3 separate regions of the Triticum aestivum genome follow, and regions 2 and 3 are each linked to region 1. Evidence: chromatin contacts called from public Hi-C data. All regions are on one chromosome and are shown on one strand. Each heading gives the region's core, a stretch centred on a gene start, on an enhancer-like site or on the middle of the called end of the contact. The rest is flanking DNA. Distances are from core to core; before and after follow the strand shown. Region 1 holds the start of LOC123111748 (proton pump-interactor BIP103). Region 2 holds the start of LOC123111746 (probable NADH kinase). Region 3 holds the start of LOC123111743 (sulfite exporter TauE/SafE family protein 3).

Region 1 (3,272 bases), core at 646-3,145:
CGGAGACTATACCCAAGGAAAGGAACAAAGAACATAATAGACAGAGCTCCCGTGTACAGAGCATTTTCATCTCACCATGAACCAGACAACCAAATAATCCAAACATCTACTCCCTCCGTTCCATAATATAAGAGCGTTTTTGACACTAATGTAGTGTCAAAACCACTCTTATATTATGGGACGGAGGGAGTACCATATAACTGAACCTAGGCTAGATTGAGGCGCAAATCACAAGGCATGCAGATTATGAAATCATGACCTAATCAAAGACCACATCACAGGAACATGAATCAAAGACCACAACCAAATCTACTCAATGCTTTTTCTGCAAGGAAGAAAAGGGGGGCCAATTTGGTTCACATAGGGAGTCTGCAAACTTGGGGGCAACAGGTCTGGAAGAGGAACTTACTATTTATATGCAAAGTGAGAGGGGGCATTATACGAACAGTAGACACAGTGGTTATAGTTGTTTTTATGTTTTGCCATTTCTGTGATAGTCGGAAATTTCTAAAAGTTGTCTAACACAATCTTGGTCTGGGTTGAGTTGAAGTTTTACAAGGCAAGTGCACATGGGTTTGGGTGCATATGTCATAACCCAAGGCTCGCGTTGTGTAGCCAAGGTGGTGTTGGACACTAAACAACTGGTCAGGTAAATGCAGGCCACTCACCACATTGCAGGACACCAAGATGATGGGATTGCATGGAATTGTATGTTTATGGTAATACTTTATGAAAACATAGTTAATTTGGTATTTGTGTTGTGTTGGTTTCTAGTGGGGAAAACATGCAGTTTAGTGAAACCAAGTTGGCACGTAATTTAAACTGAAAGCAATCAATCAGCATAACCATTGTCCAATTAGAGAAATGTTTTTTTGCGCGAATACAACTAGAGAAATGCTTGACTGGGCTAATAAGAAGAGTACACTTGAAATCATAACTACTCCTAGCTAATTTGTGGTGCCAATACTAGCGGAATTGGCTGGAAATGGAAACATAAAGGCTAAAGCGATAAAATGGATAATTATCATCAAACAAGCTCATGCTTCACTTCCCATCAATAGATCTATTTCTTCCAAAACAGTGAAGCACCTTTCTATCCATGACGATAGGGGAATACTATAGGTTACCCGATCTATGTGTCAAAATGAGTGATCCTAACTCAAGTCACCGCACGCACCCACCAGGCACTCCAGGTTGCCGTCAGCTGCAAGTCTCGTCACTACAAAACACTATAGTACAGATCGCAGCAGGCTGGACCTCCTCGTGGGGGCAGGTAATTCCGCATCGGAAGCACCGGCCGAACCCCGAACCCAGCTCCATCGCGGATCCACCACCCGGCGTGGTTCACGAGGCATCGCGGATCACAAGCCCGTCTCCTCCATCCAGCACGCAGTCCAAGTTCAGGCGGCCAGGTGATCTAGATCTACGGAGCTAGCCGCGGCAATTCCCACGCGCGCATCATCATCGCATTGCCTGGCTCCCGGCACCGCAGATCGCAAAACCAAACCAAGCATGATACAATCTAAGGAAAAAAAAAACACGCATCAACTTGCACCAGCGCATCAGATCACGCGCGCTTCCTACTCTAGGACACGGATCGGAGAAGATACGAACGGGGTTCGAGTAGGCCGGCAGCCGAGCGGGGTCGGGAGCTCACCTGGGGAGGGCGGAGCGGGATCGGACCGGGGCCGCGCTCCGATCTGGCGGCGGGGCAGCGGCGGTGGGGCGGCCAAATCTGGATGGGATTTGGGAGGGGAGGGGGGGTTTGGGCTGCGTGCCCAGAACTGGAAGCGGGGTTATAAATACGGGAATGGTTTTTTCCTTCTATATCTCGTCTCCTTCTTTCGCCGGTTTTTGTCTGGTTGCTATTGGTGGGAAATTACCGGTGCGCTTCCCCCTTCGCACCCGGCGTGCTCGGCCGCATGGGGAAAAAATCCGACGGACGGACGGACGGACGGACCCAGCCCAGGGCGGCGCTGCGGTGTGCGTCAGCTGGATGGAACGTGGTGCGAGTGGCGGGTCCAGCTGTGCGGATAATCGGATAGAGGCTGCCGGTTGGGAAGCGTCCATAAAGTTTGAGCGAACGCGACCTGGATCCAGTGTCACGTTTTTGTGCTCTTGCATTTCTTCTCGAACAATGATTCAAATTACTGTATACTCCATTTCAGTGGGTCTCCTTTTTTAGCTACGCTTGATTTGTGATCCAAACTCATTACTACTAGCATACAATTCTTAGCGAATCAAAATTTTAGTTTGACCTTCACAAACCGAGCTTTAATAGCACATTAACTACCAAAATCTTAGCGTTTCAGTGGCGGATCCAAGGTTAGAAGTTAGTCGGGGTGAACTTTTAAAGGAACGGAAAAATCAAGGCAACGAATGCAATCAAATAAGACAATCAAGGAAATTAATTGGCCAAGAACACGCATCCCGGCAAGACGATCAACGCAATGAATTATTCAAAGTGGTTTCATTCGCAAGAACTAGAAAAAGTATAACGCAAGAAAGGAGTATATAAAATCAATCTAACTTGCACTCATGCTGACTGAATCTTCCATGCTTTATCCCAAAATGTCTATTCTTGAAGTCAGTTAGGTACTTGAAACAAGTACACAAATCAAAATAATCTAAATCATGGCATAACATGACACTTATATTCAAACAAAAGATAAGACAAATTAAAGAATGATAGAACCCAAGAGGAGAAAATTAGAGGGCAGTAGAAGAACCTGCTCTTTGGTGCATGTGTTGGCTGATCACTACCAGTTTTGAACGGGACGTGTGGCAGTGGCGATGTTGCCTACGGCGTGGAGGACATCGATTGGGGGGGGGGGGGGGGCTCCGTTCTCCTCCATTCAACACCATTGGTTGGTCGAACGTAGGAGGCGATAGTGGAGGGCGTTGCGTCAAGGTCAAGGTGGCGAAGCAAGAGCGGAGGGCGAGGACACTTGATCGTGTGAGGATGGATGAACGATTTCAACATCACATACACGGACATGGATAGTAATGTTTGTTTGCCTGCCCTTCATGATATGGTTACATAAAACATCATCATAAAATTACACCTCGGTCCAACACTTCATAAGAAGCACCCTGAATAGAAAATACATATTGCAATCTGGCCCTCCTTGTAACGTCGAGTTGCGGCCCCGATCCCGCGCCACCAGCGTCGGGACAACACCACTTGGGTAGACGAGGTCATCACTGCTCCACCGCCTAATCTCTCTAGAGGTGACATCAACGAAAGAAGAACCACAACTCAGTTGCCTCCT
Region 2 (3,335 bases), core at 333-2,832, 510 kb after region 1:
TTCCATGAACATACTAAGTTTGAGCCGTACAAATTTGAGAGTGACCGGAGGGACGTGTCACTTTGAAAGAGGTGGGGCTTTATCCAAGCGGAGTGTAGCAAATTTTGTGGCTTCTATGATCATGTTGTTGCCCGCCCTGTGAGTGGCATTGGCGTCAAGGACTTGGTATATTGTTCGTTTCCCTCTTCATATGAGCACATACCGTCCTCCTATGCATATAAATGTATCTTGTTGGTTTCATCTATATATGAAGGTGTTTCAAGCTTTGGAAACTTTCAAGAACGAAATGGGTGCAAGCCATTTACCTTGACCTGTTGTTGATGAAAATCAATGATTGTCTAAAAGTGGAAGGACCAATATGCGGCACAAAAAATTGAGGGGGGAGGGACTCATCGTTGGTCGACCTAAGCGAGAAGAGGCTGAGAGGGAAGACCAACTCCAAGGTAGATGTAAAACATGATGCTTCGACACTCGCCTTGCAAGAAACTTTGAAGGGGTTCATAACCCAAAAGGAGGGATCAAGTGAGAAGAGGAAAAGAGGAAAGAGAGGAAGTGCCAAGAGAAAGAAGAGGCCATGAAGAACTCGTTTGACCTACAAAAGAAGAATCTCACAATCAATGATGAAAATGCCCGGTCAGCCAAGAAAGTGGAGGTGAAGCAAAAGAATTGTGCTAATCTTCAAGAAAGCGAAGGTCATGGCAACCGATTTGAGTAAGATGACCCCAAAAAGGGGCTTGGTTTGAGAGGAAGCAAAAGTTCATGATGGACCGAGATGCGTAATCATCCTATATTTGTTTGTTTTCCATGAACTATGATCGAGATGCATTAACTATGGTTATGGTATGCACATGTGATTTTTGTGTGCAATGTTTATGCTGGCCTTAGGGCTGGAAAAAAAGCTCGAAACTCGCGAGCTAAACAAGTAGCTCATGACTCGGCTCGAACTCGAACAATAACGAGTCGAGCCGAGCTTTAGTTTAAGATCGTTTACAGGACGAGTTAAACGAGCCGATCTCACAAGTACTCGTATAACTCGTTAGGCTCGGTAAAAGAATCAGTGTTTTTTGATGGGTAGTAAAAACAAACACTAAACACCTTGCGTCCAAGCACAAGGCCCAACCGCTCAAAGCCTAGTCACCTAGGAGACTCACATGTACATGACCATATATGTCCATGTTAAATTCCCAGTTAATCTTTTTGTCGTATTCGTAAGGTTTTTATGTTCATATCTTTAACGAGCTTAACAAGCTAAACGAGTCAGCTCGCAAGTTATACGAGTCGAGCCAATCTTGAATTTAAGCTCGTTATAGTAACGAGTCGAGTCGAGCTAGCTCGTTAATGAAACGAGCTTTAGCGAGTCGAGTCGAGCTGGCTCGACTCGGCTCGAATTCCACCCCTAGCTGGCCTGAATATGATACCATGCAAAAATGCTACCTCCGGTTCAAATTAATTGTAGTAATAGTTTTAGTATAACCTTGTACTCAGCTGGAGTAGATTTATTTCGCTAAATCTACGACATGCTTTTAACACTAGTGTAGAACGCTCTAATATTAATGGGAGAGAGGCAGTATATTTGATGAAAAAAACGAATGGCGTGGACCCCTGTCTAGCACATTACGTGTGCCTTTGGGTCGGCTGGTTGGAGTCGCCGAGCGTCCGGACGGAAGCCTTCCGGAGGGAGCCGAGCCACCAGCGAGGTGGCCGTGTCCTCTCCCCAGTTCCAATGGCGCGCCGCCGCGTGCTCCTCTACCTCAAGCCCTTCGATGTCTACCCTCCGCGCCCTCTCTCCGGCGCCTCCTCCCTCACCTTCCCGCCACCGCCTCCGCCGCCGCGCGCCGCCAACCCCAAGGTCCGCACCTCTCTCGCTCACCCTCTCCGTTTCGAGAAACCTTGGTTACGCCGGCGTTCACGGTTGTCGATGCGCCGGAGGGGGTTTCCGGTGGACTCCCAAGTTCCCGTGCTCCGGCGAGCCGTTGGGATAAAATGGTGGTGGAGTGGAGTTCACCTCGTCGTTCAGAAATCGTGAACTTGAGCTGGTTAACCAATGGTTTCTAAAGGACCGTGCTTGCGCTGATCCATTGTTATCTGTGCGCGTCTTTGGCGTCTGGCTGTATGATTTTTCATCTCCATTTTTGTTACAATACATGTCGTTTGAACTTCCCATGGGCTGGCACTGAGCACACCAGCTGTTTGTTGAAATACTTGTGTGGAGTATGAGCTCTGGTCAGTGATTAGGACTCGAGGTGCAGTGTTCTATGAACTGGTGGGTGCCAGAAATCCTTTCTAGGTCACAATGTGGACTTCCAGTTGGATTTCAGCCTGAATTACTGTCTGTTATTGAGAAATCTGCCATCTTGCTTGTCAGATCAACATCTACTGGGAGAAGTTGCATAACTAGCTGAATCTAACAAGCTTCATTTCCCACTTTCTTGCTGCATAACCATTTTTACCGACATGAATTAAGGGTTTCATGCCTCTTATCGTCAATTTAATGTCTTGTTGCAGATCTTAAGTTATCTGGACCATAGATGCAGAGTCCACAAGGACACAATCAATCTCTGTAAGAGTGTACTACAGCGCAAGCCCCTTGACTGGATCTCAGTGCAGCGAAATCATTTGTCAAATCCAATACATGATGTGGATCTTGTGATTACTGTCGGTGGTGATGGCACACTTTTACGGGCTAGCCATTTTTTGGATAGCTCGATTCCCATTTTAGGTGTTAATTCGGATCCTACGTGTTCTGATGAGGTTAGTTCTTTGGACGTTTGCCAATAATCATCTATTGAAACCAATCACATTAGCAATGCTTGTTGACTATCATTTGCATATGTTCTTCTTTGCACGCTTCTAAGCAGACTAATGGTTATACATATGCTTGATGGGTATGTTTATGGTTTTATAACGCCATGCAGGTTGAAGAGTTAACCGAGGAATTTGATGCGAGAAGAAGCACCGGATATCTTTGTGCAGCTACTGCCAGGAACTTTGAGCAGGTATGTTTCTGTCGCCTAGTCTTCTTGCTTGAGGGTCTCAATTCGTTTTCTTACAGAAATCACACTAGTCTGCTTTTATACAGTCGGAACATTTACCAAATTTCTTGAATGTTACCGTTCTCTTGAACATGACATATTCTCAGATACTTGATGCAACCCTTGCTGGCAGTAGACACTATTCAGAGCTGTCAAGAATATCTGTGAAACTAAATGGATCCCAGCTACCAACTTATGCTCTGAATGATATATTGGTGTCACACCCCTGTCCGGCAAGTGTATCGCGGTTCTCATTAAGGTACTGACTTTGAGCCTTTCTGTAAATATTGATGATTTTCTGTG
Region 3 (3,313 bases), core at 104-2,603, 820 kb after region 1:
CGAAAAGAGGTAAACTAATGCACACATGAATTAATCAGTACAGCACCTCATACTTAAAAAGCAAGATACCTAGAAAACAGGCAAACTAATGCACACATGAAGGAATCTTTACAGCACCGCATACTGAACAAGCTTGAGAAATGAATGCTTGGGGACAGCAAGAACTGTTGCTTTCAGAGCAGGCAGGCACAGAAGAAGAAAATCCCAAAGGAAAGAGTTGGATCCTCACACTTGGATATGGCAGTTGAAGACTTTGGATCAAACCCGATGATCAATGTCAACATCGGTACAAAGATCCCGCCACCACCAACACCTCCAACGCTCCCAAATGACGCGCCAAAGAATCCGATCAGCGACCCCAGCACCATTTTCCATCCAAACTCCATTGGCTACCACATCCAGAAAATCCACCAAATTAGCACCACACATCCGAAAAAGAAGAGGTACAGAGATATACTGAAAAAGTATCACACACAAAGATGTACGTAGTATGGAGTTTGAGCTACATAATAATTAATTTAAATCAAGAAAGTTCAGTTCCCTCATGCATGGGTCAAACTGAATTCCCACAAACCAAGCAGGTAAAAAGGTGCAGCGGTTCATCTCATGGCTAATAAAATAGCTGAAAGCAAACTACAGTAGAAGCTAGTAGAAAAGACGCGCTGGTTAAAGAAATGCTCGGAAAGCTGGGGTTTGTTTTGTGTGTTACCGGCCAAACATGCTGGTACGAGTTCCTATCGGTCTGCCACATGAAATTGGCAATCTTGTTGAGGAGGCTGATCTCCTCCGGCGCCACCACCACGGCGCGGTCGCTGGGCAGCGAGAGCCCACGGTCGGCGGCGGCGACGGCGAAGGCGGCCGCGCAAGCGACGCCTAGCACGGCAATGGCTTGCCGCATCCTCCTCCCCATTCCTCGGACCCAGCCAAGCCAAGAAAGGCAACTTCCTGCACCGCTTCCCTACTTTTTTTCCCAACAACAAAAGAAAGAAGAAGATAATCAGAGCTGGAGGGCAGACTGAGCCTGAGAAATCACAGAATTGAAACGCCTTGTTTGCGGCTTGGGATTGCGGAAACGTACGAAGGCCGCCGCGGCTCTCCTAGTCTGGATGATTCCTGATGGCTCTCTCGGGTGCACAAGACAGACGTGCGGGAAAGACAAAGACGGTCGAAGCCGTGGTCTCCGGCGGTTCGGATTGGGAAAGGAAGCGGAGGAAACTCGCCGGAGCCGGACGCAATGCGAGGGCGACGGGAGGAGCTGGGATTCGGCGGAGACCGAAGAGGGAGGGAGAAGAGACACGTGAGAAGGGGGAAGGCTACGAACGAACTCGGGCCAAATTTAGAGGGACAGCGAGGCAGTTTGCAATATACCCGCTGCGCAGCGGCGAAATTACGAAGCGGCCCGTTGACACTTTTTAGTGAGAATCACGTGTAGGAAACCTGGATCCGGGAAGTATAGTTCTGTAGATTACTTCCTTGGTCCGCAAATTACTTATCACAGAAATAAATAAAATAGATATTCAAAATTAAAATACATCTAAATACATTTATTGCGTCTAACAAGCATTTACGAACGGAGGGAGTAATTCTTTTCGGGTACGACTAGGATGGGATCACGGACGAGTAAAAAGTGCAGTTCTTTCGCAGGGTAAACAAAGGAGAACTTGGCCTGTGAAACACTAAGAAACTATATGATAGTTTTAGAAAAGAAACACTAAAAAACTTTCGTAAAGAAAAACCAATGAGAAACGATGAAATGTCAGAGGGTGCAGCTTCCATCTCGTACAGGAGTGGACAATGAAGGCGCAAGTTGGTGCTGGTTTATACTATACGTTACTATCATGTCCATGATCTAGATGAAATATATACTGGTATAGTACTACTGAGACGTGTAAAGTAAAGAAGGAGATCGCGTCCACATGACAGCTTCATTCTTCCGTCGCTCCTACCTAGACCACCTCCTTGTCCTTGGCTGAATCCATTGGAGACACCGACGCCAACATTATTACTGGACTATTTTCTACGTGGACAAGAGTGTTAAAATCCACAAAGACATACTAATGGAACAACAACAACAACAACAACAACGCCTCGTGTGGGGCGCGCATTTCCTTTGTTTTCTTTATTATTCTGTTGATTTGCTCTTCCTTTTTGGCTGGATAGTAGTTTGTCTGCCGCTTTTACTAGGAAAATCCATGTGCTTGGTTGTTGTTATTACTGTCGCCATGCATCCAAGGCTGGCTTGCGAGGAAACTTAGGTAGCCAGGGATATCGACAATCCAGCCATCGGTGAGCACAAGCTGTCCTATAACAAACTGAATAACGGAACAAGCAAAACCACAAGTAATGCACTGCTTTTTGGCATCGCCACTCTACTCTACTGCCACTGCCAGCCGTACGTAACGTAGGGAGCAGCGCTCTATCGCCGCTTGCTTGCTTGGACCCCTCGTGCGCAAGGAACAAAAGGCTTTTTCTCACGAGTGTACGTGATTTTGCTCGTATGGTCGCCATCCGCCGATTATATGTGTATGACTTTTTGCAGCTTTGCCTCTTTTCTCCTGCAACCACACGTTTGATGGATTATGGATGGGCTTAGGCCCATATAAAACAATAATATCTGGTTAATCTTTAAAGGTCATGAATGTGTGTACGGCAAGTTGTGGGAAGTTTGGTGGAAAGTTTAGTACCACACTGCTACAGTAAGAAAAGTGAAACCTTTTTATAAGGGTTGCTCTACCACTTGCTATTGAGAATTTGAAATAGGAGTTGTACACGCGCGCTCCTCCTCCTCCACCGCCCGCCTCGCCTTTAAGCAAACTTGTTTGGTCGTCTTTTCCAAATTATGATTCATTCATATGATAGAATTTTAATATGGGTTTCCGTCCCTCAACTCTTGGTGAAATCTAGATTTGGTCCCTCAACTACGAAACCGGACAACTTACACCCCCAACTATCGAAACCGGACAAGGTTCGTCCTTGGTCTCGGTTTTGGCCGGTTTTGGTGCTGACCTACCCGGGGTTTGACCCATGCTGACTCAAGTTCGCGTATTTTTTTCATATCTGTGAACCTTTTGAAATTCATATACTCTTTTCAAATTCATGTAGTTTTTTCAAGGTCACGTAATTTTAAAAAGTAAACATACTTTCTTCAAATCCCTGAACTATTTTAAAATTTGTTTGCTTTTTTCAAATCAGTGATTTTCTTAAATTTGCATACTTTTTTCAAACCCGCGTATTTTTTCCATGTTCGTGTAATTTTATCAAATCCAAGTGTATTATTTCCAAATCCATGAACTATTTTTGAAATTCGCATAAT

What was found. A called contact is a pair of places that touch in the nucleus more often than the background predicts.
Region 2: a contact with region 1 is called in a Hi-C map of leaf, with 8 times the contacts expected there. The contact joins the promoter of LOC123111746 here to the promoter of LOC123111748 in region 1. A contact is called at or near these places in 3 of 5 Hi-C or Micro-C datasets (leaf and an unstated tissue).
Region 3: a Hi-C map of leaf shows a contact between it and region 1, with 7 times the contacts expected there. The contact joins the promoter of LOC123111743 here to the promoter of LOC123111748 in region 1. A contact is called at or near these places in 2 of 5 Hi-C or Micro-C datasets (both in leaf).

Annotation. Positions count from the first base shown.
Region 1 is chr5B:339,841,616-339,844,887 of IWGSC CS RefSeq v2.1, reverse strand. LOC123111748 (proton pump-interactor BIP103) reads right to left here and starts at 1,895. Exons shown (of 8, transcript XM_044532601.1): 1 at 1,658-1,895.
Region 2 is chr5B:339,327,462-339,330,796 of IWGSC CS RefSeq v2.1, reverse strand. It overlaps LOC123111746 (probable NADH kinase), which reads left to right and starts at 1,582. Exons shown (of 5, transcript XM_044532598.1): 1 at 1,582-1,849; 2 at 2,506-2,751; 3 at 2,916-2,996; 4 at 3,140-3,291. The coding sequence starts at 1,724.
Region 3 is chr5B:339,022,682-339,025,994 of IWGSC CS RefSeq v2.1, reverse strand. LOC123111743 (sulfite exporter TauE/SafE family protein 3) reads right to left here and starts at 1,353. Exons shown (of 13, transcript XM_044532593.1): 1 at 1,079-1,353; 2 at 710-961; 3 at 230-389. The coding sequence starts at 910.